Regions from separate parts of the Mus musculus genome. Here all the other regions are linked to region 1. A link is a contact called in public Hi-C and promoter capture Hi-C data. All regions are on one chromosome and are shown on one strand. The core of a region is the stretch at or near the end of the contact, and the rest is flanking DNA. Distances in the headings are between cores, read along the strand shown.

The links. Promoter capture Hi-C pulls out the DNA fragments that hold promoters and counts their contacts. Hi-C and Micro-C count contacts between places; a contact is called where the count stands out from the background.
Region 2: a contact with region 1 is called in a promoter capture Hi-C map of liver, with 5 times the contacts expected there. The contact joins the promoter of Abhd4 here to the promoter of Mettl3 in region 1. A contact is called at or near these places in 4 of 39 promoter capture datasets (hippocampal neurons, liver and maxillary cranial neural crest) and 1 of 9 other capture datasets (pancreatic islet).
Region 3: a contact with region 1 is called in a Hi-C map of B cells, with 6 read pairs. The contact joins the promoter of Osgep here to the promoter of Mettl3 in region 1. A contact is called at or near these places in 2 of 39 promoter capture datasets (cranial neural crest and hippocampal neurons), 1 of 484 Hi-C or Micro-C datasets (B cells), 1 of 115 datasets of contacts at active chromatin or transcription factors (microglia) and 1 of 9 other capture datasets (pancreatic islet).
Region 4: a Hi-C map of B cells shows a contact between it and region 1, with 5 read pairs. The contact joins the promoter of Rnase6 here to the promoter of Mettl3 in region 1. A contact is called at or near these places in 1 of 39 promoter capture datasets (pre-B cells) and 1 of 484 Hi-C or Micro-C datasets (B cells).

The regions. Positions count from the first base shown.
Region 1 is chr14:52,301,745-52,309,683 of GRCm38.p6, forward strand. Mettl3 (methyltransferase like 3) reads right to left here and starts at 3,380. Exons shown (of 11, transcript NM_019721.2): 1 at 3,144-3,380. The coding sequence starts at 3,243.
Region 2 is chr14:54,256,021-54,263,959 of GRCm38.p6, forward strand. Abhd4 (abhydrolase domain containing 4) reads left to right here and starts at 3,263. Exons shown (of 7, transcript NM_134076.3): 1 at 3,263-3,299; 2 at 5,606-5,694; 3 at 6,631-7,003; 4 at 7,149-7,303. The coding sequence starts at 3,277.
Region 3 is chr14:50,922,199-50,930,137 of GRCm38.p6, forward strand. Osgep (O-sialoglycoprotein endopeptidase) reads right to left here and starts at 2,695. Exons shown (of 11, transcript NM_133676.2): 1 at 2,466-2,695. The coding sequence starts at 2,580. It overlaps Apex1 (apurinic/apyrimidinic endonuclease 1), which reads left to right and starts at 2,751. Exons shown (of 5, transcript NM_009687.2): 1 at 2,751-2,831; 2 at 3,015-3,126; 3 at 3,319-3,506; 4 at 3,963-4,155; 5 at 4,258-4,990. The coding sequence starts at 3,072. The coding sequence ends at 4,775. Pip4p1 (phosphatidylinositol-4,5-bisphosphate 4-phosphatase 1) reads right to left here. Exons shown (of 7, transcript NM_001033271.5): 2 at 7,936-7,939; 3 at 7,386-7,492; 4 at 7,004-7,109; 5 at 6,808-6,860; 6 at 6,623-6,713; 7 at 5,017-5,839. The coding sequence ends at 5,696. RefSeq lists a promoter at 2,471-2,943.
Region 4 is chr14:51,125,827-51,133,765 of GRCm38.p6, forward strand. Rnase6 (ribonuclease, RNase A family, 6) reads left to right here and starts at 3,211. Exons shown (of 2, transcript NM_030098.3): 1 at 3,211-3,338; 2 at 4,322-6,361. The coding sequence starts at 4,327. The coding sequence ends at 4,788.

The sequences.
Region 1 (7,939 bases), core at 2,130-4,629:
CATTGCCTTTTAGTCCCAGGCAAGCGGAGGCAGGCAGTTAGCTCTGAGTTTGAGGCCAGCTTGGTGTATATAGTAAGTTCCAGACCAGCCAGAGTTACATGGTGAGACATTTTCCCCTCCCCTTAAAAAAAAAAAAAAAAAAAAAGGATTTTTTTGATAGGGACTATAAAAGTATAGGTGGGGTTTTTTTTTGTTTGTTTTTTGTAGCTCTGGCTGTCCTGGAACTCACTATGTAGTCCAAAAGTCTGCCTCGCTTTGTCTCCCAAGTGCTGGAACTGAAGGCATATACCACCACAACTATCCTATTATTGGTAAGTTGTAAGTCAAATTATATCACTACTTTGTCATGGAGATGCCTGATTTTTTTCACAGGGTCTTACTATTTAGTCCAGGCTGGTCTGGAACCTACTATGTAACCCAGTACAGCCTCAAACTCTGCTGCCTTAGCCTCCTAAGTACTGAGATTACAGGTATGAACTATCATGCCTGGCCTTGTTTGTCTGAGATAGGATCTACTTAGCCCACGCTAACCTAAAAATTTCTAACCTCCTGATGGGGTTATAGGCATGTAATGCCATGCCTAGCTTGTTAGGTAGATTTTGAAATGGTTTTAAGTCATATATTAACCATTTCCCCATTTATACTCAATTATGTGGCCAAGGCTGAAAAGATGGCTCAATGGTTAAAATGCTTGCTGTTCAAACCTGGGGTTTGGTCCCCAGAACATATATGGTGGCTGACAACTATTTGTAATCCAGTTTCATGGGATCCAAAGATTTCTTCTGGCTTTGAAGGGTATTGGGCACACATGTGGGGCACATAATTCCGTGAAGGCAAAACACTTACATAAAAAACAAACAAACATGTGTGCCAAGCACTGTGTAATACAATCCTATTCCTACAAATGTTTATTTTGTTAATCAAAACTCCAGGCAATTCTTTTTTATTGTTGTTGTTTTGTTTTTCAAGACAAGGTTTCTCTGTATAGCCCCAGCCATCCTGAAATTTGCTCTGTAGACCAGGCTAGCCTTTGACTCTGCCTCCTAAGTGCAAACTAAGATTTGTATGTGCGCCACCACCACCCAACATGGCAATTCTTATTATACATTGACTTTGTAGGGTTTTTTTTTTTTTTTTGTCTAGCCCAATTTAATGAGCATACTTTGGGAAAGCTGTCCATGACCAAAACAAATGTTAGTAAATAAGTCTTAAATTCTTGAGTGTTTTCCATGATTTCAAACTTCTAATTAAAGCCAAAGAAACATCCTTTTTGATGTAATCTAGCCGAAATTCTATGTGGAAACATAGACTGCTTTTCAAGCTACAAATATAGTTAAAACTGGTATTTTATAGAAATATGCAATGATACCTAATGCCAAATATGTTTAAACAAACTTTTTGCTATTAGGTTTATTTCAAACAAAACAAAGAATCTATCAACTCAAAACAAGGAATCTAACTGCTGTGCCTGTTACATTTTTTGATTAAAGTGTTACTGTTCTTCATTCCTGGTGTGTTTGAGATAGGGTCTTACTGTGTAGCTCTGGCTATCCTGGAACTCACTATGTACACCATGCTGGCTTCGAACTCTCAAATCTTGGTTTCTAATTATTCCCTTTTCCTATGTTTTGCACTTTGTGTTCCATAATGCCCTATTATCTTTTTTAAATTATGTAATCTGATAAATCTTGTATTGGCTAATGCAGTTTAAAAATCAAGGCCAAATTTAACTGGCAACTCCAGTAGGAAGTCCCCATTAAGCTTGCCCCATTTCTTAGTCATTGTAGCGACTGTGGACCCATTCATTTAGCATCTTACATATATAATACTGTAGCTGTGACACTTTCTTTCTTTTTCTTTTCTTTTTTTTTTTTTGGCTTTGTTGTTTTGTTTTGAGGCAGGGTCTCTCTAGGTAGTTCTGGCTGTCCTGGAACTCACTGTGTATACCAGGCTGGCCTCAAACTCACAGATATCCCTCTTGTTTAAAAAAGTGCTGGGATGGGCTGGTGAGATGGCTCAGTGGGTAAGAGCACCCGACTGCTCTTCCGAAGGTCTGAAGTTCAAATCCCAGCAACCACATGGTGGCTCACAACCATCTGTAACAAGATCTGACTCCCTCTTCTGGAGTGTCTGAGGACAGCTACAGTGTACTTACATATAATAAATAAATAAATCTTTTAAAAAAAAAAGTGCTGGGATTACAGGCATGAGCCACCATGAAGGGTTTTTCTCCCTGCTTTTTCTTCTAATCTTCTTTGATTCTCACATAGATTTTTAAGCTCCTTTAAGGTAACAGCAGTGTCTTCTTTTTGCCGAAACCCATGAGTAGTGTAGATATGCAATAAATGTTCACAAATTACGGTGAGACTGAATTTCACCAAGGTCTGCTGTTGTGAGCTGTGAATACTGCAAAGCACTGACATGCTACCCACACATGTAGTATGGATTCGGTATTCTCGCAGAGCTTTGCAACTGGTTTACCTTAAATAATTGAGCTTGTGCTGGAGAAGGCTATTAGGGTAGTACTCTTTTAAGTGCCTTCAATTTTTCTAACTTTGTCATACAAGGGGGAGGGGGAAAATGTTTAAAGACCAAAATCAAGTGTTTTCAGATTCTTGCTACGTTTGTAAACACTTGCACTACTCATTCATTAAGGTCCTAGTGAGAAGGTCCTAGTGAGGACCCTGTTGTGGCTGCTAAACCGGGCTCTGGGGATAGATATACAGAAGCAATCCTTGCTCCCCGCCCACATGGGAAAGAAAAGACAGTGACAAAGCAAACGTTACAACTAAGGTAAAACAGGCACAGAAGCAACAAAACGGGTTTTGCTGGCTCTCGGAATAAGGTACTGAGAGGCTTCACGGACGCAACATTCTCCTAGACAGGACTGGAATGGGACCCAAGGAGAGGAGTGGACCCATGTTGGTGTGGTGTTACGCTTGAAAAACCGACGCCCGGGAGGAGGCACTGCAAGCTTTCCCGCAGGTGGGCATGCGTTTCAGCTACTCGGGAAAGATGGGGTAACCAACAATCGAGGAGTCCAATAAAGGGCTGCTCCGGAAAGGGCGCAGAGCCCGGGGCTGTCTTCCTCTCCAGGAGTCTCTCGCCCCGCCCAGGCCCGCCCCGACCACCCCGCACCTCACCCAAGTGCCCAGAGTCCTGCTTCCGTCGCCGCTGCAATCTCTCGCGAAGCGAGTCCAGCTGTTTCTTATGGGCCTGGATAGAGCTCCACGTGTCCGACATCCTAGCTCCCAGCGCGGACTCGGCTCGAATCAGGCGCGGCGGACTAGCACCTCCCCAGCCTAGAACTAAGAAACATCTAATTCTCACGAGGACGCCCGAAGGCCAGCCGGATAGAGCCAAGATGAAAAGCCACTTCCGGTTGGCGAACCAGCCGGACGTAATCCTCACGGTAGTTCTCTCTCGTGTTTCCGGGAGCGCTGAGGCTGTGTTTGCCATGTTGGTAGCTGGCAGACCCGCCATGTTGTTTCTTTAAGTCGTTAGTGACAACGCATTTAAAATAGCAGGGCTAGAACAAGTGTGAGTGTTTGACGGGTGGGTGTATGCGTGGAGAGATGGATGGACGGGAAGGAGTGAACAGACTGTTAGTCTGGTTGATTGTATATTCTGGTCCTTGCACATACGGTCAAGCACTGTATCATAGATTTCTGCCCTTAAGGCCCCAGATTTTCTAAGTTAAATATTATCTTCCTTCCTTCCTTCCTTCCTCCCTCCCTCCCTCCCTCCCTCCCTCCCTCCCTCCCTCCCTCCCTCCCTCCCTCCCTCCCTCCTTCTTTCTTTCTTTCTTTCTTTCTTTCTTTCTTTCTTTCTTTCTTTCTTTCTTTCTTTCTTTCTTTCTTTCTATACAAAGTGTGTGAAAGGAGAGTGGAGTTTCACTATGTGGTTCTGCAACTCACAATCCTCCTGCCTCAATATCCGAGTTCTGGGAATTCAGGCATATTCTAAGACAAACATCTTAATTAGGGAACCATCTTTTTCAGCGTGAGGGAGCACTCTTTAAAAATGTTCAGGATGAGTGGAGAGATGTCTCGGCAGGTAAGAGCACTCAGTGCTCTCCCAGAGGTCCTGAGTTCAATTCCCAGCAACCACATGGTTACTCATATCCATCTGTAATTGGGATCCGTTGCCCTTTTCTGGTGTGCCTGAAGACGGCTACAGTGTACTCATATACATATAATAAATTTGTTCTTTTTTTTTTTTTTAAAAGAAAATGTGCAAGAAATGGGGAGGTAGCTCAGTAAAGTGTTTGCTGTGAAAGCATGAGATTCTGAGATTCCCAGAACCCACATAAATTTAAGGCAAAGCTGTGTGGGGTGGCAGACATTGTTTTAGCTTAATTTAGAAAAAGGTTTATTTTTGTGTTTGAATATTTGTATATGTGTGTTTGTACACACACACACACACACACACACACACATACCTGGCTCCCCTGGAGACCAGAAGACGGAGTCATCTTCGTGAACTAGAGTTACAGGCAATTGTGATGTACAATGTGGGTGCTAGGGTTTGAACCTGAGTTCAATTCTGTAATAATAAATTGTGCTCTTTACCACTGAGCCTTATCTCCAGCCCATGACTAGGCAGTTGTTATCTCAGTGTTGGAAAGGCAGAGAACAGTAGATCTCCTGGGCTGGCTATCAAACCTATCCAGAAACAAAAACTAAAGTAAAATTATTTCTATTATTGCACTGAATGGTCTTATGTACAGTAGTTTGATTACAAAAACTAATAAAATAGTCCCTAAATAATGAAAAGTTAAGGGGCTGGAGAGATGACTCAGCAATGAAGAGCACTGTCTGCTCTTCCAGAGGTCCTGAGTTCAATTCCCAGCAACCACATAGTGGTTCACAACCATTTGTAATGGGATCCAATGACTTCCTCTGGTGTGTCTGAAGACAGCTACAGTGTGTACTCAAATAAATAAATAAAAACGGGGGTGGTGGGTGATAGCTAAGTGGCAAATATGTGCATAGTATGCCATAGTATGCCAGAGATCTCCAGGGCAGCAAAGCAGAGTCAGGGTTTACGCGATTGTGAGACGACGTTGCACTCCTCACTTCAGCTTTGCCTCCTGTGCTATGGGGGTTGGGTCCACAGTTGGACCAATGTCTCCCATAATTTATGATCTTATGTGGGATGTATATACTTGCTGTTATTCCTGATAAATGAGCCAATTAGAGCCAGACAGGATCATATTAAAGGCAGGTTTACTGGGAATCTGCTCTTGAGTGAGTTCACTGTCCCCAAGGATTGGGGCCAGGGGGGTGGCCATGGATGGGGATGGGGGAAGAGAAAAAGATAACAAGTTCTCGAACAAGGGGAGAAAAGGAGGAGGAGAGATGGGGAGGGGAAGAAGAGAGCAGGGTCGAGGGGGGGGGAGGGAGAGAGAGAGAGAGAGAGAGAGAGAGAGAGAGCCCGCGCGGGCAAAATGTCTGGATTATAGAGGGAGGAACCTCTGGGGGAAGGGCAGGAAGGGCAGCCTGGCCCCTGGAATGGCAAATTCAAGGTTGTGGGCAGGGTATGCCAGGTAGGGAGGAGGGATGCTGGGAGAACCTGGGGGCCAGGTCTGCTTTGATATGTAAAATATACACCCCAGTCCCTTATTCTGGGACCTAGAAACCAAACACTTCCTATTAATTTTATTTCCCCTTTTGAGTGTGAACTGGCTTCTGCCTAGATTTAGTAAACTAACAGAATGTGGCAAGAGTGGTATTTCCTGAGTTCCAGAACCAAGATTTGCAGCCCATATTTGCTCTCTTGGATCCTGGGTCTTCACGTGTGTTCAGCTGCTATAATGGACAGAACACTTAAAAAGAGGTAAGTATTTAAAGGATTAAAAATGACAAAGAAGCTGGGCAGTGGTGGTGCACGCCTTTGATGCCAGCACTTGCGAGGCAGAGGCAGGTGGATTTCTGAGTTCGAGGCCAGCCTGGTCTACAGAGTGAGTTCCAGGACAGCCAGGGCTACACAGAGAAACCCTGTCTTGAAGAAAAACAAACAAGACAAAGCAAAGAAGGAAGGAAGAAAAAGGGAAAGAAAGAAGAAAGGAAGAAAGATGGATGGATGAATTTGGGTGACATGGGTAGAATTCTCTGAAAGCAAATGCTGAGACCTTGAGAAGAAAGATGCAGGTCTAAGGCTCTGACAGAGCAGTGGACGCTCTGGGAACTGACTACTTATTAGAGTCCCAAGTGTTTGCTTGTTTCTTGTGCTTGTTCTATTTTTGGCCAAAAAGTAGAAGAGAGTCAGATAGCCAAAGGTTGTCACTTCATCAGGCTCTTTGAAGACAGCTGTTTTTACAGGGCATCTCAAAAGCAGTACATCTGTATGCCAAGGGGAATTTAATGGATCTTACAGAGGTTTGTAAAATGTATCAGGTTGCTGAGTGGATTGTGTTTAAGAACAGTTCTATGGTGGACTTGTTAGTTATCTCTAGGATCTCACAGGACATCCCAGTGCTATAGGTGAGCCACTGCGCCTGTCTGAATCTGAGCCTGAGACATTGTGCTTTTATCTTTTAAAGCCAGTTATATTCTTTTAGCATGAAAGTTTAGTGATATTATGATCTTATAAAGGGGGAAAATGCTGGGTGGTGGTGGCGCACACCTTCACTCCCAGAGCTCAGGGAGGGATCTGAGTTTGAGGGGATACACACACACACACACACACACACACACACACACACACACACACACACACACACACACACATATAAAGCTTTGCCAGAAATTAAAAACAAAAGCTGGGGCTGGAAGGATGGCTCAGCTGTTAAGAGCACTGACTGCTATTCCAGAGGTCCTGAGTTCAAATCCCAGCAACCACATGGTGGCTCACAGCCATCTGTAATGGGATCTAATGCCCTCTTCTTTTGGTGTGTGTCTGAAGACATCGGCAGTATACTCGCATACATGAAATAAATCTTAAAAAAAAAAAAGCTGTTTTTCCCTACTTAACTCCCCCAACTTCCCAGGATTCCCATGTGTTAATGAGGGCCTCCTGCACTCCTCTGATAGGAACATCTAGAATCAGATAGCTCTGTTTTCTTAGCAGAGTAAAGAATACACTTACTCACCTCTGTCTTTCTGGGAGCCTCCTGTCAGAAGTAGCAGAACAGCACCTCACCACCAAAGACTGGAGTCTCAGGATCTAGTTCTTTTATAGAGTGTATGTGGTCCAAGGCTAGCCTTCCATTCCTGCGACTCCCACTCCTGCATACCAGGAATGCAATCCTCTATCACCCCACCCAACTGGACCTGGGTTTTTGTTGTTGTTGTTGTTACTTAATTTCTTTTTGAGTTGTCTCGTATGTATGTCCAGGTTGGTCATCAACTCCATATACAGCCAAGGATAACTTTAGATTCTTGACCCTCCTGCCTGTTTCCCAGTGCTGTAGGTGAGCCACTGTGCCTGTCTGAATCTGAGCTTGAGACATTGTGCTTTTATCTTTTTTTTTTCTTTCTTTATGGTTTTAGAGCTTTATTGTAGGGAGGTAGGGAAAAGAAGGTAGAAAGAGGGAGGCCATCCATGGCCGCATTGGGGGTGGGGTGGGGAGAGGAGGGCTAGAGACGAGAGTAAGGAAGGTGAGAGCTTCAAGAGCGTGCTTTTATCTTTTAAAGCCAGTTATGTTCTTTTAGCATGATGGTTTAGTGATGTGATGATCTTATAAAGGGGGAAAATGCTGGGTGGTGGTGGCGCACACCTTCAACCCCAGAGCTTGGGGGGATCTGAGTTTGGGGCAAGCCTGTAGTTCCAGGACAGCCAGGGCTACAAAAAGAAACCCTGTTTTGAAACAAAACAAAAAAGGAAATTATTTATTAAATACCACCTCACACACACATATATGTATATATAATTTTAGAGATACAGTTCTTGACACTGGAGGTGGCTCAGCAGTTAAGAGTACTGACTGCTCTTCCAA
Region 2 (7,939 bases), core at 2,013-4,512, 2.0 Mb after region 1:
CAAAGTCCAGAGCCCATGATAAATGCCCAGAAGATGTTTGCACTTGCTAACAATTATTCATTCTGACATGAACGACCTCTGTTTCTCCAAATAATTAAAACTCGGCCATACTGCAAAGCTCCAATACTTTGGGCATGCAAAAGATGATGCTAGCACTGTAAATCTGATGACTGGCAAAGACACATTGGGTTTTAAGTCAAATCAGAAGTCAGAGAAGACCTTAGAGGCTTCATTACTAAGGTGCTCCACAATATAAGATATGGGAGAGTAGAGGGGGCATACTCTGTGATTCTTCCATTCTTTCTCCTAAGAAATTATATTATCAGCCCGGCAGTAGTGGTGCACGCCTTTAATCCCAGCACTTGGGAGGCAGAGGCAGGTGAATTCCTGAGTTGGAGGCCAGCCTGGTCTACAGAGTGAGTTCCAGGACAGCCAGGGCTACACAGATAAACCCTGTCTCAAAAAAAAAAAACAAAAACAAAACAAAACCAGAAAAAAAATAAAAAAAAGTACAGTACTTTATGTACTCTTTTTGTATCAAATCATGTATGTTTTAAAAGATATGTTTTTAAGATAGGATATATTCTTCCATATGTGTCTTGACTTCAAGATAAGAAGGGGAGAATACATTTTTCTCTCCAGAGGCCTGTCTAGAGTAGGTACCAAGAGTTCATTTCATTGTATATAATTCTAGAAGATCTACTCAATCCTGAGTTATATCAATTCTGGGAATACCTTAGGATAACTTTTGTTATAAAGAACATTTTCCATATACTTGAAATTCTTCCTTCTAAACAACTATGCTAACGCTTATTTGGAACATGTGGAGACAGAATACTAATGCTCTCTGCATATATGTTCTAGAATCTAAAGTCCTAATACCAGTCGCACCTGATCAGCCTTTCCCAAAAGGACCCACATTTTATAGGTTATCAGATTATGGGAGCTTTTGTTGTCCTAGAACTTAGTACTTCATTCTGTCAGCTACTTAGTACTTAGTACCCTCAGAATTTAGTACTTCATTCTTAGCACTTAATGCTTCATTCTGTCAGCCAGGCATGCTTACTAGCCTGCTTGTCCATGCATTCACCAAGTGCCAAGCACATACCTTGCTGTGGGCAGGGAGCAAAGCAGGGTGCTAAACAGACAAGACTCCCCCCTGAAACTTAATTTCTGGAGGAGGGGCAAATGAGTATGGATTATGCAAGAGCCTTTTAAAATGGTGTTCTGAGGAAAATAAACTAAAGTCATGTGGTGCCCTGATGATGGGGGTCTCTTTTAGAAGGAGGGAAGTTTGAACTAAGTTCTGACTACATAGTTGCCAGCTCTCCAAAACCAGCCTGGGGAGTCTGTGGGGGGGGACCACCAAAAAAGATGACTTCCTTTCTTTTTATCATTGGATTCTTTGTGTAACATAATGTTTGGCTTTGGACATAAGATACATCATTGTTAAAGTACATATGCTAAATCTTCTTTGAATTGCCTTAGTGAATTCTCACAAGCCACACACTCCAGAAGCAGCAGCAGCCAGACAAAATGACTTGCCCAAGATCAGGAAATAAATGACAAAGCTAAGAACTTGAACTTAACCCAGACTTCTGGCCATGGGTTCTATTTGTTTAACTAGTGTGTCTTCTGGAACACCAGCACCTTCAATGCAAAAAAAAAAAAAAAAAAAAAAAAAAAGCAGCTTTCTAGCCTCAAACCAAACTAACTGAATTAGATTCTGAGGATGGCAATCAGGAGGCTGCGTTGTTATCAAGCCTACCCAATGACTGTGTATAGTGAATTGTGGGACCACTGAGCTTGGCTAAAATCATGGATGGACATTTCTGAAAATTCCAGTTCTCTTCAACTTTAAACCCTTATAATGATCAGTTTAACATTGTGTTTCTGGAAAGAATAAATCTCAGGTTCTCTTCGGTCTTTCAAGAAGACCAAAGAAAAATACTGTAGGACTAGGAACATAGCTCCACTGCTAAAGTGCCTAGCTAGCAAGCAGAAAGCCCTGGGTTCGATCCACAATCCTGAATCAACAAGCCTGGCAGAATACCCTATAATCCCAGCACTCCAGAGATAGAAACAGGAGACTCGGAAGCACAGATCATCCTCAGATACACATCCAATGTGAGGCCAACCCAGGACACATACACCTTGACGTGTGTGTGTGTGTGTGTGTGTGTGTGTGTGTGTGTGTGTAAGAGAGAGAGAGAGAGAGAGAGAGAGAGTCCTCAGTAGATTCTTTCCCCTTAAGTATGATTAAACTACTGCAGTGGATAATCAGAAAGGGAGCGGCTCCAGGGATGCCACACCCCCTTTGCCATTTCAAGTGAATTCTGAAGCCAGCTTCAAGATGTGTCCCGCCTCTCTGCCGAGCCAGCCTGAAATGTGCTCAAAACTTCTGGGTTAAGTCACTTCACATCCCACATCCTTAATCTTATATCCACATACCTAATCACGCCCAGCCTTATGCGTTAGGCCTTTAACTGGCCCTCCTCTGGGAGGTCCACCGAATGGAAGGAAGCAGGATACTGCTACTTTTTCCTTGGAAAGTAGGTTGAGGCAAGACATCCCCAGAACAGAGAAATGCTTATGCTGACAGGTGTCACCCCTCATCTTAGAGCTGTGAATACAGGATGCCCCAAATACTACAGGGAGCCTACTTAGCTTTAAACTTTGCTGTCTAAAATTTAACTAGGCAGCATGCTTTTTGTATTTCTGGAACCGGGAAATCTTGGGTTACAATATCCGAGGCCCTTTTATAGGAAGCACCCTTATGACTCCACGGACATCTAAACCATTTCCATAGGACTACCAAGGCAGATGAAGCGTCTGTGACCTGAGATACAGAGGGAAGCTTGAGAACGTGAGCAAGAGGCAAAGCAGTTCCTTCACTCTTTAATTGAAGGAGGTGTGGAGGCGGGGCTGGTGGCATTCCAGTGAGGAACTTTGAGTTTTAAACTACCTGTCTTCCTGTCTCCCTCACTGTCCCCCAAAGGGATGTGATCCGGATTAAGGAGCCTACTTTTGTGGGACCGTAGTGTTCAGCCTGGACGCAGGCCAGAGGGAGCAAACAGAAGGAAGCACCCAACTGATTGCTGTCCATGTGCTGAGTCGGTTGGTCTGCCAACTTTGCCCGCTAGAACCCCGCTAGCGACCCAGGCCCCGCCTCCGGCCCCGCCCCCTTTGTTATCCGATACTTCCCTGGGTCAGCTGGTTCTGGCGTCGAGCGGAGGGATGGGCTGGCTCAGCTCGACCCGGCAGGGCTTGTTTACTATGGCTGATGATCTGGAGCAGCAGTGAGTTACTCCTGTCCGTTTCTCTTTCTGTCTCTATCTGTCCGGGCCAGGATCCGGGGACTGTCTGTAGTTGCGGACAGCTTCAGACTCCCCGCCTTTCCTTTCAGGTTGGCTTCCAGGGAGGGATGGGTTGCGCTCAGGAGCCCCGGGAGCGCTGAGAGATGAGAAGGCTGCGGAGCTGGGAGAGTGTTGAGGGTTAAGCTTGCGTTCAGCCTGGGGACTCTGACTTTCCACTAGTCTTCGCGATCGCCCCTCTGGTAGCCCAGTTAGATTAGTGGTAAAGCACGAGGAATAAGCTAGCTCTTCCCGATGCGGACGTGGTGCTTGTGGAGACTTGCCCGGAACTAAAGTCGTGGGTGTGAAAAGCCCTTGAAGGACAAGGCATGGGTAGGAGAAGTCTCCACTGCGATGGAATTAGTGTGGAACTGGCTTGCAAATTCCTTTAGCCCTTGGCCGCCTTTACGTTCTGCTTGCAATCCTAGTTGATAGTGTTCTTAATCATAAACACATGCTTACTGCCGTGGTTTCAGAAGTAGGTTTGTTAGATTGGGATGTGGTTACTGCTCGCCCAAGGCCATCAAGTTTGAGATGCCACCTGTGTGATGGTGGTCTAACAGGATCGGGAAAAAGTTGCTTAGAGGAGAATGACTCAGCTCCAAGGGTTTCACAGGAACAGGGCCTTCCCTTGACCTAATATTTGTCCTTTTGGATCTGCAGAACAACGAAATAACTTTGTATCAATAGTAAACAATCGTGTAAGGGACCTAAAAGAACTGCCCAAGAAGAGTATTGCTTTCTAAGAGGAAATTTATGGTGCCTACAGTGACTTGCGGGAAACGGCACTAGAGCCAAAGAAGACTCAGGTCATTCAGCTCCGTTTTACAAATAAAGCAACAGATGCGGATGCCCATAGAAATTCAGAGACTTGCTCAATGTTAAGAGGCTGCTTGCCTCACTCTCCCACCTCAGCTCTCACCTCCCTAATAGCACTGACACACAGTGTGACAGGCACTGTTGCCTTTTCTCTTTCTGGATTGTTTGTACAGAAGAAAGGCCAAGCTGTGCCCATAGCTCCCTGTCCCCCAACCCCCACCCCTTCCAGGCCTGTGTGGACTGCTGCCAGTGTTGCTGTCTCATAGGGAAGCATTTCTCTTGAGCTCTGCTGTCCAGAGTTAGAGATGTGTGGGGTTCGTTCAGGTGTCATGGTCTGACTTGTTATAGCCTACAATGCAAAGAGGAAGTCTCTCTTTTGAGACTGGCCAAGATCTGTGGTCTAGGTATTGGTGCTTCATCCAGCGAGTTCCCATGATACTCAGGGTGCCCATTGTGTATGCTATGAGTAGCTGGGATGGTTCCGCCAAGGATGCCATCATCTTCTCCTGCTCAAACCCACAAGCCCTTGCTGCAACCATCCTCTTACCTTCACCTAGGCAGAGTTCACAAAAAGAGAGAAAGCATGCAAGACAGGAAAGGTAGAACAAGAACTACATTTGTGGCAGGCACCTGTCAAGGTTCACTGTATGTCTGGACCTCAACCCCTTCCGTTCCTCACTTGTGGGTCTATAGTTCAGACCCAGGAGTTCTGTATACTCCAGAGCCAGTGCTTGGCACCTCTGCTCTTCAGTGGCTGAGTCACTGGGTGTGAAAGGGAAAGTAGGATAAGTTACCAGTTTTACTCTAGGACATAGGCAAGTTTTCTCCTAGTTTTACAACCTGAAAAATGGGCCAGAGGCCACCTGTGTCTTTTGGTGACATGAATCTAGATATCTTACCCCTTGGTCCTTGCCTGCCCCAGCTCTAAATTCATCCCTGATGGATGGATTCCCCAATCAGGCACTAACAGCACCCCAAACTTCCAGAAGCATGCATGACAGCAGATGGCATGGGAATTTGTCTGTAATACCCTAAAATAACAGCTAGTTTTGAGAGTGACAAAGAATAATGGAAATATTAGTGAAAGTCTCTCCCTCTCCCTCTGTAATCTCCTTGAACATAGATTAAAATAACCAGCAACAAAGAGGAGTTGTAAAGCTCCAGGAAGGTAATAAATACAAAAGAGTCAAGTTTTGTGTTCATGGTATCTGCTATCTGTTAAGGGCCATTGTTCTTAATAGCCATTTGCCTAAGGAAAGAGTAACAGTGTATCTATCGGACTGCTTAGGCATTGCTGATATTGAAGACCATGAAGGGCAGGCCTCCTGAAGTTGGGAGACACCTTGTACCCTGATAACTCTAGGAGCTATCAGCAAGGCTGGGAACAGTGGCTTCTTTCCAGTGTTGTCAGTAAGTACCTTTGTGTCTTGTAGGCCTCAGGGCTGGCTGAGTAGCTGGCTCCCCACTTGGCGCCCCACTTCCATGTCTCAACTGAAGAATGTGGAAGCCAGGATCCTCCAGTGTAAGTAGAAGGGACAGTTTGCTCCTCCCCTTTAAAAGGCCTGGAAAGGATACAGGATCTTCCCCAACCTGGGTCCACTGAGCCCCCTGATTCCTCATTAGGAGAGTATGGGTTAGAGGAAAGAAAATCATTGGCTTGCAGGGAGGATACAGACAGACAACAAAGTATTCCACGACAGTGGTCCCTCAACGCCCTCGACCTGTCATCACTGGGATGATAACATTCCCAGTTCCCCATGCTACAGGAACAGCTGGGGAACTTAGAGCTAAGGAACGGACAAGGTCAGTGGATGGAGATTACTAAAGACCTCAAGACGGGGAGTTTCTTCTGAGTGAACTCAGCAAGATTCTTGCTGAAGAAAAGTCAAGGACTTAACACAAAAAAATAGAAGTTGGTTCACTGGATCAGATCTAAAGATGGGGGAACAGGGCACACCACGTGACAGTTCTTGCTAACCTGACTTAGGGTTCTGTCTAAGGCCGGGCTAAGGAGGCCGAAGATGGATGAGGCTGTTTTAGTTCACTTTCTGTTCCTGAGATTAAAATATTGACCAAATCAAACTCGGGGAGGAAATGTTTATTTGGCTTACAGGTTACAATCCATCATGAAGTTTAGAAGCCAAGGCAGTAACCTAGAGGCAAGACCTGAAGCAGAGACCATAGAGCAATGTGGCTTCCTGGCTTGCTTCCCATGGCTTCCTCAGCATGTCTTCTTTTATCATTATTATTATTATCATCATCATTATTACCCTTTTCTTCTGAGACAGGGTCTTTCTATGTGGCCCTCGTTGTCCTGGAACTCACTGTGGAGACTAGGAGGGCTTCCTAAAATGATCTCTTTAAGAGGAGAGAAAACTGAAGAGTGTATTCTAGGCAAAATGTCTGTGCTCTCAGGAAGCATTCTTGATGCTTTACCCAGGAATTCTTCCCTTCCCAGGTCTCCAGAACAAGTTCCTGGCCCGTTATGTATCCCTCCCAAACCAGAACAAGATCTGGACGGTGACTGTGAGCCCAGAACAAAAGGATCGCACCCCTCTGGTGATGGTACATGGCTTTGGGGGCGGTGTGGGCCTCTGGATCCTCAACATGGATTCACTGAGTGCCCGCCGCACACTTCATACCTTTGATCTGCTTGGTTTTGGGCGAAGCTCAAGGCCAACATTCCCAAGGGACCCAGAAGGAGCTGAAGATGAGTTTGTGGCCTCAATAGAGACATGGCGGGAGACCATGGGAATCCCCACCATGATCCTCCTGGGGCACAGTTTGGGAGGATTCCTGGCCACTTCTTACTCTATCAAGTACCCTGAAAGGTAACTTAAGCTACTCTTCTCACTCATGAGCTGACTCTGCCTTCCTACACGTTCCAATATTTATCCCAGTAATGCTCTCATTCCCCAGCAACTGGAAAACTATGCTACCTCCAAGCAAATACAGTGTATCTTCTGTTTAATGTAGAGTTAAACATCTTATCCTGGTGGATCCATGGGGCTTTCCCCTACGACCAACTGACCCTAGTGAGATCCGTGCACCTCCAACCTGGGTCAAGGCTGTGGCATCTGTCCTGGGACGTTCCAATCCACTGGCTGTTCTTCGAGTGGCTGGGCCTTGGGGTGAGTCACCTCCCGATGAAGGACTCTGTCTTTAAGCCAAGGCCATCCAATTCACCACCACTCACCTTGGCGCACCTACCTATCTCTGTCATCCTCACTGGTTCTTAAACACTAGGCCTGCACATAGCATTGTTCCTTAAAACCATTCATCAGAACCATGTCTCTGTATTGGAGGTTTCAGGTGATTGAGATATATATATATATATATATATATTCCCTTCATCTGTATCAGCAGATAGAACCAGAGAAAGGATATATATATATATATTTCCTTCATCTGTATCAGCAGATAGAACCAGAGAAAGGATATATATATTCCCTTCATCTGTATCAGCAGATAGAACCAGAGAAAGGAAGGGACTCTGATGTGCCACTTCTCTGCTACATGAGTGAATTTTGTGTGACAACCTGGTAGAGACTCAGGGCAGTAGCCACCATTGGATCCCTTTCCATGGCTCACCAGCACCACAGCAAGCCGGACTCAGATCCTCAGCTTCTAACATAACACACCATGGCAGACAGGTCCCACTGAGCCATGCCCTGCTCCAGAGACACACCGCATCTCCCTCTCTGGATTTCTTAGCACTAAGTAGCTGTAAGAAGATTCTGAGATCGAGACAGGACACACTATAGTCT
Region 3 (7,939 bases), core at 1,445-3,944, 1.4 Mb before region 1:
TGTGGAGAAAGAGGAACACTCCTCCATTGTTGGTGGGATTGCAAGCTTGTACAACCACTCTGGAAATCAGTCTGGCGGTTCCTCAGAAAATTGGACATAGTATAGTATAGTACTACTGGAGGATCCCGCAATACCTCTCCTGGGCATATATCCAGAAGATGTCCCAACCGGTAAGAAGGACACATGCTCCACTATGTTCATAGCAGCCTTATTTGTAATGGCCAGAAGATGGAAAGAACCCAGATGCCCCTCAACAGAGGAATGGATACAAAAAATGTGGTACATTTACACAGGGAGTACTACTCAGCTATTAAAAAGAATGAATTTATGAAATTCCTAGGCAAATGGTTGGACCTGGAGGGCATCATCCTGAGTGAGGTAACACAATCACAAAAGAACTCAAATGATATGTACTCACTGATAAGTGGATATTAGCTTAGAAACTTAGTATACCCGATATATAAGATACAATTTGCAAAACACATGAAACTGAAGAAGAATGAAGACCAAAGTGTGGACACTTTGCCCCTTTTTAGAATTGGAAGCAATCACCCATGGAAGGAGTTACAGAGACAAAGTTTGGAGCTGAGACAAAAGGATGGACCATCTAGAGACTGCCATATCCAGGGATCTATCCCATAGACAGTCATCCCAAACGATGACACCATTTCATACACTAGCAAGCGTTTGCTGAAAGGACCCTGATATAGCTGTCTCTTGTGAGACTAGGCCGGGGCCTAGCAAACACATAAGTGGATGCTCACAGTCAGCTCTGGGATGGATCACAGGGCCCCTAATGGAGGAGCTAGAAAAAGTATCCAAGGAGCCAAAGAGATCTGCAACCCTGTAGGTGCAACAACATTATGAACTAACCAGTATCCCGGAGCTCTTGACTCTAGCTGCATATGTATCAAATGATGGCCTAGTCGGCCATCACTAGAAAGAGAGGCCCATTGGACATGCAATCTTTATATGCCCCAGTACAGGGGAACGCCAGGGCCAAAAAGTGGGAATGGTGGGTAGGAGAGTGGGGGGCGGGGGTATGGGGGACTTTTGGGATAGCATTGGAAATGTAATTGAGGAAAATACGTAATAAAAATAATATTAAAAAAAAAGAAGTAAAAAACCAACAAAGACACGTTTTAACGATGTAGAAAAACATACTCTACTTGCCTAGGTTTTAAGACATCCTCTTTTCTTTTTTTTCTAAAGATTTATTTATTTTATGTATGTACACTGTAGCTGTCTTCAGACACACCAGAAGAGGGCATTGGATCCTATTATAGATGGTTGTGAGCCACCATGTGAATGCTGGGAATTGAACTCAGGACCTCTGGAAGAGCAATCAGTGCTCTTAACCACTGAGCCATTTCTCCAGCCCAAGATATTCTCTTTTCAAATCTCTACTTTTGAGACAAGGTCACAACATAGGACAGCCTTAAACTCAGATCCTGTCGCAGTCTCCCAGGTGTCACCATTACAGACTGCACCACACACTCTGTTAGCTTTCCAACCTCTACATAGGCTACTGGGGTTTCAGAGATGGTGCTGGTCCACACACAATGTTCAGGAGCAATCTGAGTTTTACAAACTTCCTACTCTTTGTTAACTTTTCCTGTAATTCCATAGAACCCTATGAAAGGTCATATCGTTGGACTTAACATATGATAACTACAGCACTACAACTGTCAGTAGCTTCCCTTTAACCACACGTATCTCAGCCTCTGTGCTTTAGAGCCTACAAGAGTGAGTCCTAAACACACATATATTTCTACTATGTAACCTGAAACATTTCACCTGCTTAGGGAGCCTTCAGAGGTACATGCAGGTTATATGTGTGTGCAAGTTTTGGGAGAGGGTAGGCAAAATACAACTTGTAACTATATTGAGAGTCGTGCAGTGCCTGGTGCTTTTCACATAACTGTCCAAACCCACTGATACCCATTTCCATTCTAAAAGTACCGAAAAACAGACACCTAAAACAGATCGAAAATACAGGAACTCCTCCAGCTTTCCCTCCTCGTTGTAGATTACTTTTATATTTATCACGGTGCAGTGTAAACCAATCTCTATGTGCATCTACAGCGCTGCCTCGGAACACATATTTTCGGATGCTTAGCTCATTAAAGTTGCTCGATAAAATCAGAATACAACCGGGGGTAGTGGCTCATGCCTTTAATTCCAGCAGTCAAGAGTCTACACAGCAAGTTCCAGGTCAGTAAAGGTTACAAGGAGAGACCCTGTCTCAAAAAAATGCATGAAAAAACCCAAAAACAAAACCTGAACGAACCCACGTGACCTAGCCCCAGGTGTCTGACTCTTCTAGTCAAAAGTTACCAACCAAACGCACAATCAGGGGAGTCTGGAGTGGGGAAGCCTGTAAAATCTGACATAGGCAACAGTGTGGAATATCGGACAGAACAAAACTGGACAAGGAGCCGGGAAGCGCGGCCGCAGCCACTCACCGGTGCCCGGGGCCGTGACGTAAGTGCGCCGCGGGTTCGCCAGCACCGTGCCGTCGCGGACCACGCCCACGCCGATCTTGTTGGCGCTGCCTTCGAACCCCAGCACCGCGGGCATGGTGCCTCACGGCTCCCGGTCGTGAGGCCGAGTGACGAGCTGTAACCGGCACTACCACGAACAACCCAGAACCAAGCGAAGGGACTTTCGGGCGCCAGAAGTTATGTCACGAGGTGCCAGGAGGACCAATCATCGCGCTCCAGAACCACGTGGGGGCGGAGCCCTCGAATCACGTGACCACACCAATCGCCCACGTGGGAACAGGCAGACTCCATTCTTTGTGCCGTGAGGGTCTCTGGCTTCGTTGGGAGGTCAGGTACCTTGTTCTAGCGCGTTTCGCGACCCTGCTCGCTGAAGGGCCTAACGCGGGCGAGGGGCTGCATTGCTCGTGGCGGGCCAGGCCGGAAGAACCGCAGCCCCGGGTGTGCAAACGCCTACGGGAGGCGCCTCGCTGCCTCTCCTTGTGTTTTGATTTCATCGTTTCTTATCTGCAGGCAGCGCAGTAAACACTGCTTCGGTGCTCCAGGAGCCTAAGGGCTTTCGTCACAGCGATGCCAAAGCGGGGAAAGAAAGCGGCGGCCGACGACGGGGAAGAACCCAAGTCGGGTAAGCGTGCCCAACCCCACCCCCCAGGCAAGTTCAGGGCTTTACTAGACCGCCATGAATTACGGTAAATATGGACCAAGTTACGTTGCTGGGTTCCGAGAAGTTTGTGTAATTAGAACGCCTAATGAGGTTAGAGTTAACTCTGGCCTGAGGTTGGAACTGCCAGCTCTTACTACTTTACCCATTTTATAGAGCCAGAGACCAAGAAGAGTAAGGGGGCAGCAAAGAAAACCGAGAAGGAGGCCGCGGGAGAGGGCCCTGTCCTGTACGAGGACCCTCCAGATCAGAAAACCTCACCCAGTGGCAAATCTGCCACACTCAAGATATGCTCCTGGAATGTGGATGGGCTTCGAGCCTGGATTAAAAAGAAAGGTTTGGATGTGAGTACAGTTCAGAATCGGGAAGTAGACCTTTCTTGGTTGACTCGTCTTAAGGACCAATCATCTTGTTTCCTTTGAAACGTTATTTTTCGCGTCTGTAGATGCCCCCCCGGGGGGTTGGTGGAGGGCTCCTAAAAGCCTATATAAACCCCAACAACTCCCTCATTTCATTTTTTAAAAAAACTAGTCTAGACTGTTTGCCCCCCCCCCCCCCGCTTTTGGGTTACTTAGCATATCCTCAATCCCAGTAACTACTTAAGATCCAAATGGGAGCGAGCGTTCTGCAGTTGACAGCACATTGTGCTTCCGAAGGTTCCAGTTAGGTTTCCAGCACCCCAGTCAGGTGACTAACGGACACTCACTCACATACAAGATTTGTTTATATTCTGCTGCTCGAATGCCTTCTGTGTATAGCATGTAGCACATAAAATTTTAATTTTCCACATTTCCATTCAGTGGGTAAAGGAAGAAGCACCAGATATCTTGTGCCTCCAAGAGACCAAGTGCTCGGAGAACAAACTCCCGGCTGAACTGCAAGAGCTGCCTGGACTCACCCATCAGTACTGGTCAGCTCCGTCAGACAAAGAAGGATACAGTGGTGTGGGCCTACTTTCCCGCCAGTGCCCGCTAAAAGTCTCTTATGGCATTGGTGAGACCTTAATGACATTCATGTCTGAATGTTCTTCAGTTAACTCTACTACTTTTTCTTAGACCTTTCTTAAAATTTTTACACTGGTTTTTATTTTTATAGGCGAGGAAGAACATGATCAAGAAGGCCGGGTGATTGTGGCTGAATTTGAGTCCTTTGTCCTGGTAACAGCCTATGTTCCCAATGCAGGCAGGGGTCTGGTAAGACTGGAATACCGACAGCGTTGGGATGAAGCCTTCCGAAAGTTTCTAAAGGACTTGGCTTCCAGAAAGCCTCTTGTGCTATGTGGGGATCTCAATGTGGCTCATGAAGAAATTGACCTCCGTAACCCCAAAGGAAACAAAAAGAATGCTGGCTTTACTCCCCAGGAGCGCCAAGGTTTTGGGGAACTGCTACAAGCTGTACCATTGGCTGACAGCTTCCGGCATCTCTACCCCAACACTGCTTACGCTTACACTTTCTGGACTTACATGATGAATGCCCGCTCTAAGAATGTTGGTTGGCGCCTTGATTACTTTTTGCTTTCCCACTCTCTTTTACCTGCATTGTGTGACAGCAAGATCCGGTCCAAGGCTCTTGGCAGTGACCACTGTCCCATCACCCTTTACCTAGCACTGTGATACCCTCCTGCAGTAGCTTCCTGCCTGGGAGATGGCTCTCTCTGCAGAAGTCTGGTGTTTTAGCCTTCAGGTGTTTGGTTTTGTATGTGCTCCCTCATTTTAAACATTAAACCAAACTTCTGGTTTCCTTTAGACAATCCAAGAGAAATAAAAGGCCCTACTTTCAGCTTGGCTTTCTTTGTCCCTTTGTGAAAACTACATATTCCCTTTTTCATACACAAAAGTTGTTAAGTGGGAAAGGTTAGAGTCATGACATTATTTATTTACAAGCACAGATGAGTCCCTAACCTCTCCCAAGACAGTGACCCTACCTCAGCCCAGTTCAATACTGCAACTGGAAGTAAAATCGGAAGGAGGAATTCAGGGAAGTACAGGATTAGGGGAACATATCCCATATTAAATAGTTATATATATACACATCAGTTCCTATAGTTCTGTACAGAGCAGTGGCTTACCCCACCCCACAGGACGAGAAATGTGGGGAGAAGAGACTGGGTATTGAGGCCAGAGCCAGCCCCTGGTGAAGTGCAATAGCAGCAGCAAGGTCCTAATGGTGCACAGAGGGAGGGGAACACCCCCTCCCATCTCCCACCCCAACCCTGCCCTGGAATGTATTAAGGGACAGGAATGGTTCTCGGGAGCACGTACAGGAAGGGCATGGCTAGAACCATCTTTAGGATCCAGGCTTAGGGGCAATGTTGCCTATTTACCCTAAACAGCAACCCCTGGAAGAGAGCAGCCAGCCAGCAATGGTCTTACCTACCCTTCCAAACATAAGGAAGGAAGGGACTGCTTCCTTCCTACCTCTCCCCAGGGAAAAGGGAGGCAGCTGTTTGGCTTCCTTGTAGAAGTCCAGAGAGCCTTTTGTAGTGTTACTGTTGGTACCAGGCAGCGGTCAGGCACAGACTGCATCAAGGGGCTCAGGAGAAGTTCTGGACAGGATGGCTGACCTTCATACAAGCCCAATAAAGGGCCCGACCCAAACATAGAACAGCCAACAAAATGACAAATGCCCAGGCTGCGTAGATCCCTCCATATTGCTGTGCATGCTTCCATGTACCAAACTGACAGATGAGGAAGAAGAAAAAGATGAGGTTACTTTTGGTATCTACTATTTCAAAGTCCTAGAAACAGTAATGCAATGCAAACTTCTGTCTCTGTACCCCAATCACTTGTAACACCTTCAGGGGTCTTTCCAAGATCAGGTGGTTTAGTGCTTCCTTCCCTTAAGCAGTAAAGTACTCTGCCATCCCAGGCATCTGCCAGCATTTCTCACATCTACTGAGTGAACCAGGATTGCTGATAACTCATTTCTTTCTCCAGAGTGGGGACACTGTTTAGCTTCTTAGTTTATTAGTGAATTTTAACTTTAGTTCACCTCTACCTAAAAGTATACTCCCCCTACATCCTATCACCAGACTCATTTTAGGTTTTTATTTTATAAGGCAAGGGTCTCATGTTGGTACCCTGCACAGCCTCAAATCCTATAGTCAATGGCCTTGAAATTCTATGCTCCTGCCTCTACCTCCTAGGTACTGGGACCACAGGCTTGCACCGCCATGCTCAGTTCTGCTCAGTTTGTGTGGTGCTGGATGATCGTGTTCATGCAAGCTAGGCCAATACTTTTACCAGCTAAGCCACATTTGCAGCTGGCAACAACCTACTCCCTCATTTTGTATTATAGATGGGGTCTTGCTATGTAGCCTGGGCTACCTTAGAACTGCCTGTATTCTTTGATTACAGGGACAGAACCCAACACCAGCTCTCTCACCATTCTTTAAGGTATCACCTTCTCAAATCTTAGCCTGTGATGAGGCTGGTAAGAGGTTTGCATTGAGGCTACTCACAGCAAGGCCAGTGGCAGTGACTGCCAAGAGTAAACCAAGCAAGAAGCAGCAAATACATCTCTTCCTAGGATATCGTCTCCCAATAGATGACCTGTGGGGAGCCAATAGAAACTGATATTTGGAATAGCCCTGTTGATTTTATGCCACCCACCACCCAGTCACCAGTACAATCCCTAACCACTTACACTTTTCTGCAGTGAGGGCATCGTGCCAAGGTTCGGTCTGTGAATTCTGTCCACTATGGAAAAAGAAGAACAGCCATAGAAAGAAGGCTCTCCTCCATGAGAACCCGAAAGCAGGGGGGAGGAGGAAATTCTTTTCAGGATTTACTACTATTCCTAGTACTTGCCTCCTCCAGGGTTTCCCAATATCCCTCCTCACCAGAAACGTGTTCTTGCAATGTCCACAGATGACCCTGACACCCATTGGCTGTGGCTCTGGACTCAGAGGTCCTGGATGCACAGGCCCTAGGTTGATGATTCTTTTGCTATACAGGGGGAAAAGTATGTTTTTAAAATTCTTAGTTCTATTTGGATCTGATGACACACTGCATCCCAGCACTTAGGAGGTGTAGGCAGGATGACTAGACATTCAAGGTGCTACTACACAGGCCTTCCTGCCTCCACTTCTCAGGTGCTGGGATTGAACACAGGCATGCACCACCTTGCCCAGCTCTAGATTTTTGTTTGTTTTTTTGTTTGTTTGTTTCCCTATTGCTTTACAACTTTCCTTACATATGGCCTTCTCTTCTTAGGTCTCTTACCAGTAGGGCCGAGGGCAGGCAATCCGCTGAGAAGTCACTTTGCAGATAAGGAGACAATTACAGGGGCATCGGACATACTTCTTTCCTGGAGGTGCATTCTTGATGGGCTAGAGAACAATGAATAAAGGAACAATGGGCATTTCAGCAGAGAAGCCCATTATCCCAGTCCTCTGCAAGGACATTACTGAGAAAGAGAATCAGACATTTGAGATATACAAATGTTGCCAGCAGAGTAGAGTGTGCCTGTGAGACTGGGGCAGGAAGATTGCAGAGTCTGATGGGAACCCGGGTCATTGTGAGATCGTCTCAGAAAAGCAGAGAACCCCAAAATACAAAAATCAAAAGCAACTGCAACAACTGCCAGTGAGAACTACACTTCAGGTCCAGGAAAGATCAAAAAGTGAGAGCTTGGTGAACGTTATTTTTAGTGAGTGGCTTCTAAAGAAATGGCTGCTGCAAGATGCAGGAACTGAAAGTTTCATGAACAGGGTGTTGAACCAGAAAGAGGATCCAGGAAACAAGGCCCATTCTGCAGATAGTTATAACTCACAGTG
Region 4 (7,939 bases), core at 1,961-4,460, 1.2 Mb before region 1:
GACTGTGTCAGTAAAGAAGATGAGAGCCAATTGCTGGGTGAAGTGGAAGTTCCAGGTCCCGGAAGGAAGAGAAGGAATGCGGGGGAGAGAGAGGAGTCTTTTCAGCCAGGTTTTAGAAGAAGAAGCACAACCAACCATGTAAGCCACCCGGGCACCTAGGACATGCAGCCTCTGTCTCCGGTGAGAGCCGGGCTAAGGAGGTTGTTGGGAGCTAGCTGTTAGCTAATTAGATTAGGGCAGGAGATTCTTCATCCAGTCATTGTGTATCTGGCTAATTTTAAAATAATAAAACTGTCTAGTGTTTTCCATCCATGGGGCTAAGGTGCACAGGAGGGGAAAGAGAGCATCTGGGGCAGTAGGTGGTGGCTTGGCAAAGCTAGCTAGGAGGAAACGGCAAGTGAGGCCCATCTGCATGAGCCACCACAACCACACATTTCTGAAATATATGAACTGAACATGCAGAATTTCTGGGACAAAATGAACTGTGGGACTAGAAAGAAAAGATTTTTCACACCAAAGGCATAGAAAATATTTTCAGTGAATGAATAGAAGAAAAGTTTCCAAAGCTAGGGAAAGACAAGCCCATCCAGATAGAAGAAGCACACAGAACACCAAATATAACCAGAAAATAAAATTCCCATATCAAATCATGGTTGAAACACTGAATATACATAACAAGGAAAGTACATGGAAAGTTGTAGAGAGAAAAACAAAATCACATCTAATGGCAATTAAGGGAAAGACTCATAGTTGGTCAAGGTGCTAAGGACAGGTGAATATCTGGTGCTCAGTTATGAATGGACCACCTATGTCATCCTCTCCAAGGCTCAGAAAACATCAAGAAGGGAGACAAGGTATAACAGCTGGATGATGATGATGGTGGTGGTAGTGGTGGTGGTGATGATGGCAGCCATGTAATGCTGTCTGTCCTACAGACACAATGAGGCCATGACATGCCTGAACTCACAATATCTGTGGCTGCCTGCCAGGAAATGCACAAGACTGAGTCCATTAATATTCAGTTGTAGATACAGGAGAGGCTCATGAGACCTCTCCAAGGAGTTAATTGTAGCTGATGGCTCCAGGAGAAGTCATTATCTTCAGTGATGTACCCATGCTCCAGTTGAAAGGTTTACAGTCATGCCCACAAGACCAGTCCTGTTGAAACCCAGTGGCACACAAAGTACAAACAAAAACTAAACTAAACTAAACTAAACTAAACTAAACTAAACTAAACTAAACTAAACTAAACTAAACTAAACTAAACAATGCAAATATCTGGTGTCAAGGGGAAAGAGCTGGAGTGGGAGGAGGAGAAGAGAAAGGGGCCGGTGAGGGGACTCAGCAGATAAAGGAGCCTGCCATCAGGCCTGATTATCTGAGTTGATTCCTGGAATCCCTACAGTAGAAAGGGAAAACCAGATCTTCCAAATTGTCCTCTGATCGACACACACGCCCCATGACACAAGTTTGTGTGTGTGTGTGTGAGCGGCAGTGTCAAAACATATACACTAAATATATATAAACAAAACCAAAACATATATATAAATTAAATGCATAATTAAAAAGAGAGGAGGCAAGAGTGTGATCAGAGTGGAGTCTGTGTAGGTTTATAGCATTGTCAAAGAAGAAGCTAACCTTAAAAGCTATTTGGGGGTGGGGGGCAGAACATGCCCTTGACAACCCAACCACTACCTGGCTGTGACAATTTCTGCCTGGTGCCACATGGAAGACACCCAGAGGCACAGGTGCCACTAAGATGAGCAAGTGAGTGGTGGAGAAATGGAAAAGAAAGAGAGACATAAGGATGTGTGCTCTATGAAGAGAGAGGGAACTGGAGACTCAAAGGCAGTGAGGAACAGCCTAATGTGAATAGCTTGTGGTCATGATGAGATCCTGGCCTGTGCTCCCACTGAGAACCATGTCTGGGTTCATGGCCCTGCAGAAGGAGGGGTCTGTGTTGATGTCTGTGGCCCATGATATCACCAAAGGCTGTGTGGCTGTCTCTGGTCTAGACTGCCACCTGGGACTAGGCTATGCTAAGCTGATCCTATCCCTCACTTGGGCAGTGTGGGAGAGGGCTCAGGCCTTCATCAGCTGCAGCTCAAATCAGCTCCCTCCCCCACCATATGGAGAAGCACAGTAGAACTGGCCCTGGTTTTAAGGATTGTGGGTGACCTGGGCCCCAAGGGTATGAGTGCAGAAACACTGGCTGTCCTCAGGGGCCATCTGTTGGTGTGGGCGTGGGAGAGATGCCTCCCCTCCCCCGACTGCTAGCCACCTGAAGCAGATAGGAGAGCTGGCCCCACCCCTTGCCAGCTGTAGCATTTGGAGAGCACCCTAAACCTTGCCTGGGCAGTACAGTAGATCTGGCCAAGTTGGTGTGAGCAAAGGAGAGCTATTAGGCTCACCAACTCAGCTACTACCCAGGCCCAGATCCAGGGCTTTGAGTTTGCCCACCCTTACATCTACCCTATCTATGGCAGAGCACATGAAGGGGCAGGTCCTCCAGAACCATAGCTGCAAGATCTCCAGGACTCATGGCAATAACAGGATATCCCAGAGGAGTCCCAGTGAGGATCCAGTATTGATAGTTTAGCAGAAGCCAGAGTCCCCAAACCAGACCAAAGACTCACTGCAATGAACATCTGCAAGTAAAGATGTTTGGACAAAAGGGTCTACTGTGGCACATACTGTTATACACTCTGTGAGATGTTTGTTTTCTTTCCGTGGGGAAGGTGCAAAGGTGGAGTGCGGATACGGAGGGATGAGTGACGAGAGGGATTGGGTGCATGATGTGAAATTCTCAAAAAATCAATTAAAAGTTTTTTTTGTTGTTGTTTTTTTTTTAAAGCTATTTTTAAAGATGCGTATGGGGTAAAGGAACTATATGAATGTAATTGCAGGTGCCCAAAGAGGCCAAAAGCACCAGCTATATATATATATATATATATTTTTTTTTTTTTTTTGTTAAAAAAACCTAAAATCATAGGGCTTCAAAAACGGAAGCTACAGTGAAAAAGGAAGTGCTAAGCCCACAGCAAGTGATCAGGTCCTTAAACCTCTGAGCTTTGAGGCTACTTGGTTTTTGAGTTGAGTTTGTTCTTCCTCTTCGCTGACATTGGAACTGTTAAAGAGCTCACTAGGAGGTGGAGAGTCTTACCCCACTGTACTTCTGCAAAATCTAAGGTTTCTCTTTCATAGGCTTAAAAATAAGCCTTCCTGTGCCCCACCTAGGCAGCTGTGACCGGCTTGAAGAAGAGAAACAAACAAAATATTCTGAGCCTGGGACGGATCATCTGGCCCTGTTCACCATAGGAGCCCAGCACAACCAGCAGGTAAGAGAGGTGCTTCAGGCCCCTGGCCAGGCAGCGGAGTTGTCTGGGAAATGCCAACTGGAGAGGGAAGATAAACATGGACCAAGGGATGACAGGTGGAAGCTGCAGCGGGAGGATGGGGGGTGTTACTGCAGGTATCATACAGGGAAGGGAACCCCACGAAGAGATAAGAGTGAAGATTGGGTACAAATTGACTGGATCGGACTTCTGAGAGTCTAATAACAGGCGGTTTATTCCCAGTGTATTTAAACCCAGTATAATTTGGAAAAAAAAGTTTCCTGGCATAATTCAATCTCTGATGCACAAGGAACTGTAGTAACATTGAAACTCAACTCAGGGTAGTGTCATTTCTTCAAAGAAATAGGTTCTAAAGATAAGCTACCTGTACTAGCTTAAGGGCTTAAAGGTCTGGCCTGGTTTCAGGCATACAGAGAGCATAGAGGTCATTTGGGTCATTAGTCAATTCTGGTCCTTGTTATGGAACCTTGGGGGAGCCTCTGACTGTAAGAGTCATTTATATTAAGAGCAACCTTCAGTCCTGGTTGCAGGAGCTTCATATAGCTGGCCCAACCGATAACACAGGTCACCAGAATGTTAACCACTTCCAGTTGTCAGCTTTCTGGATGGAAGGTCGGGGGTTTTCCTCTTTCCCACTGGAAAGACAATCTTGTGTGCTTAACATTTCTGGTTTCTCTGAAGATCTGTGGATGCACGGGCATTTGTGCTGTGATCCCAACAGGAAGCATTCATGTATGAATTTAGGTCAAAGAGGATGAGAGGTGACAATCAGGCCAGCCTACTCGTCTCTGACCTCCTTATTGGATTTCAAATTTTTCATAGAATTTGAATATGAGACTAGCTTACTTCATTTTTTAGGAGCTATGAAATCATAAAAGGAAGGGGGAAAAATCAAGCTAGTTGTGATAGATACGTTTGCTCTTATTGCTTCTTCTATCACCACAATCTTCCTTTTCCCTACACAGAAAACATGGTGGTAGACCTTCCCAGGTACCTTCCTCTCCTATTGCTGCTTGAGCTGTGGGAGCCGATGTATCTACTTTGCTCTCAGCCTAAGGGTCTCTCCAGGGCACACTGGTTTGAAATTCAGCACGTACAGACAAGTCGTCAACCATGCAACACAGCCATGCGCGGTGTCAACAATTATACCCAACACTGTAAACAGATAAACACCTTTCTGCATGAATCTTTCCAGAATGTGGCTGCTACCTGCAGTTTGCACAATATCACCTGCAAGAACGGTCGGAAGAACTGCCACGAGAGCGCAGAACCTGTCAAGATGACTGACTGCTCACACACTGGAGGAGCCTATCCTAACTGCCGCTATAGTAGTGATAAGCAATACAAGTTCTTCATTGTGGCCTGTGAACACCCAAAGAAGGAAGACCCTCCCTACCAACTAGTGCCTGTGCACTTAGATAAGATTGTGTGAGGCTAGGCCTTTTCTTCTGTTTGATACAGGTTCTCTTACAGTTTATTCCACTTTGCCTTCTGTTCCCACAGAAAAGGGAAGGTGTTGGAAGAATTAAGATGCCTACGCTATCAAAACGGAGCTTAAAAAAAAAGAGTGCATGGGTTATGATGGAGCTCCGTCAATGAGCACTTGCTTAGTGCACAGAGGTCCCTGGGTTCTATCATCATACTACCCCCCACCAAAATAGAAAGAAAGAAGATTATTTTCTGCTCTGGGGTTACCTTTGTTGAAGGAGGAATATAAGAAAAGTATAAAGAAGGACCAAGCCGCTGAACAATTTATCCTGCAATTTTTTGGGTCAAGCTTTATTGTACAATGCTCATAGGCAGAAAAAAATTTCTTTTTTTAATAGAATGAGTGTTATTTTTCTGGGTTGTTTGTTTGTTGTTTTTTGACAGGGTCTGATTTGGTCAGGGTGGGCTCAGCGTCGCTATGTAACCAAGAGTGGTTATCAACTCTTATTAAATCCTGTTATCATCTCTTACACTTCCATTCTTGCTCAGTCCCTAGCTTCCCTACCCTCCTACTGTGTGAGGTTCATGTTCCCAAAGCAGGAAAGGGGGAGGGTCACTGGGGGCCAGGAGGCTGGAGAGATTTTGAGGACTCACAATCATCTTTCACTCCAGCCTAAAGCCACCAGGCAAGCAGCCACCAGCAGGCACCAGGCACATACTGGCTACACACAAGCCACGTGGAGATAGGCATGTTGGGAACAAGCAAAAGAAACTTAGATTCTAAGTATTACTGTTTCATTTTTACACTCCATTTAATCACAGAGAAAAAAGAAATTCATGATCCCAAGCCCTAAGGGAGCTGGGGACTTCCCAATAGACGAGTAGGTCTTACTATAAGGAAACAGTTGTCTGAATCCCAACATCTCAGGGACAACTTGGAAAGGAGTGTAGCCGCCCACAGCTGTACGAACCAGGTTCCCGAAAGGGAGGCTGGGGCTGCATGGGAGAAAATATCCAGAGAAATAACGAGACCAAGACAAAGATAATGATCAAGGCCCAAAGTTTACTTAAGAGTCTGAGCTTATAAAGGGGGAAGGCTCATCCCTGGCCACGCCAGGCTCTTGTTGCTTTGTCACCAGGCTGTTGCTTACTTAGGAATGTCTCAGGTTCAGGTTCAGCCTCTCAGCCAGTGGCTGTGTCTTGGAGAAAACCCGCAGAGGTGGCAGAACAATAGACCTATCTAGGTCAGAAGGCTCCACTCTAGGTGGTCTTGCTCACAGTGGCAGAACAGGTCTGAGCCGGCTGCTCAAGGCTGGGGGAGACTACAGAGGAGCAGTTGTCTGAGTAGAGACAGCTTCTCCATCTTGCTGGAAGGGTTGAACCAGGATCCTGTTTCCAGGCCCAGGAACCTACTCCTAACATGATTGGTGAAAACTCCCTGGCTCACATCCCTTTTACCAAAATATGATTGGAGAGTGCAATACAGCCCACCCTGAAGTTCAGTTCCCAAGTCTGTTCTGTGGCCCTAATCAATCAGTAGCAGCTTGATTGCAATAAAATTTTGTCATTTGCATTGATCTGATGTTTGAGTTATGTTGAATGTAAGTTTACCCCACAACAGACACACAGATCTAAAGGTACAAACAGCCAAGCAAGTAAAGGTGGTGGCTCTAGGCTCAGGCCTCTTACCACAAGGCCATATTTGTAGAGCATGCTGGCTAGTTTTATGTTAATTTGTCTTACACTAGATGCCTTAGTTACTATTCTATGGAAATTCATATAAAGAAAAGCATTTAATGGGGGATTGCTTGCAGTTTCAGAGGTTTAGTCCATTATCATGCTGGGGAACATGGTGGCACGCTGGCAGACATGGTGGCACGCTGGCAGACATGGTGCTGGAGAGGTAGCTGAGAGTTCTACACCCAGATCAGGAAGAGACTCTGGGCTCCTCATGAGCTTTTGAAAACTCAGAGCTCAACCCATAGTGACACACTTCCTCCTATAAGGTCACACATCTTAATCTCGTTCAAATATGCCACTCCCTGGTGACTAAGCATTCACATACAAGAGTCTATGGAGACCATTCTTATTCAAACTACCATACTGCGTTATTTGGGAAGAGGAACCTCAGTTGAGAAAATGTTGCACCAAATTGGCCTGTGGGAAGCTTGTGGAGTATTTTATTTTATTTTATTTTATTTTATTTTATTTTATTTTATTTTATTTTATTTTATTTTATTTTATTTTATTTTATTTTATTTTATTTTATTTTATTTTATTTTGAGACATGTAGTCCTGTCTGCCCTGGAACGTTCTATGTAGAGTGGGCTGGCCTCAAACTCCCAGAGTTCTGTCTGCCTCTGCCTCCTGAGCACTGGGATCATAGGAATGAGCCACTAAACCTGGCTTGAAGTATTTTCTTTCTTTCTTTCTTTCTTTCTTTCTTTCTTTCTTTCTTTCTTTCTTTCTTTCTTTCTTTCTTTCTTTCTTTCTTTCTTTCTTTCTTTCTTTCTTTCTCTCTCTCTCTCTCTCTCTCTCTCTCTCTCTCTCTCTCTCTCTCTTTCTTTCTTTCTTTTTTTTTTTGACTAGACAATGGTTTAGCCCTTTAGTTCTCACTTTATTTACAGCCTTTATAGAAATATGCTTTGGTATGTAGTAGCAGCATTTTTAACCCAAGGGCAAGAGCTTCTGTGGAATCAGATCTAGTATCAGCTCCCTCAAGGTCTGAAAACCTCCCTGGGGAGAAGGAGAAGGCTCATTGCTAGTGTTGCTTTTTTTTTTTTTTAATTTTTTATTATATATTTTCCTCATTTACATTTCCAATGCTATCCCAAAAGTCCCCCATACCCACCCCTGCGCACTCCCCTACCCACCCACTTCAGTTTTTGGCCCTGGCATTCCCCTGTACTGGGGCATATAAAGTTTGCAAGTCCAATGGGCTTCTCTTTCCAGTCATGGCCGACTAGGCCATCTTTTGATTCATATGCAGCTAGAGACAAGAGCTCCGGGGTACTGGTTAGTTCATAATGTTGTATCACCTATAGGGTTGCGGATCCCTTTAGCTCCTTGGGTACTTCCTCCAGCTCCTTCATTGGGGGCCGTGTGACCCATCCAATAGCTGACTGTGATCATCCACTTCTGTGTTTGCTAGGCCC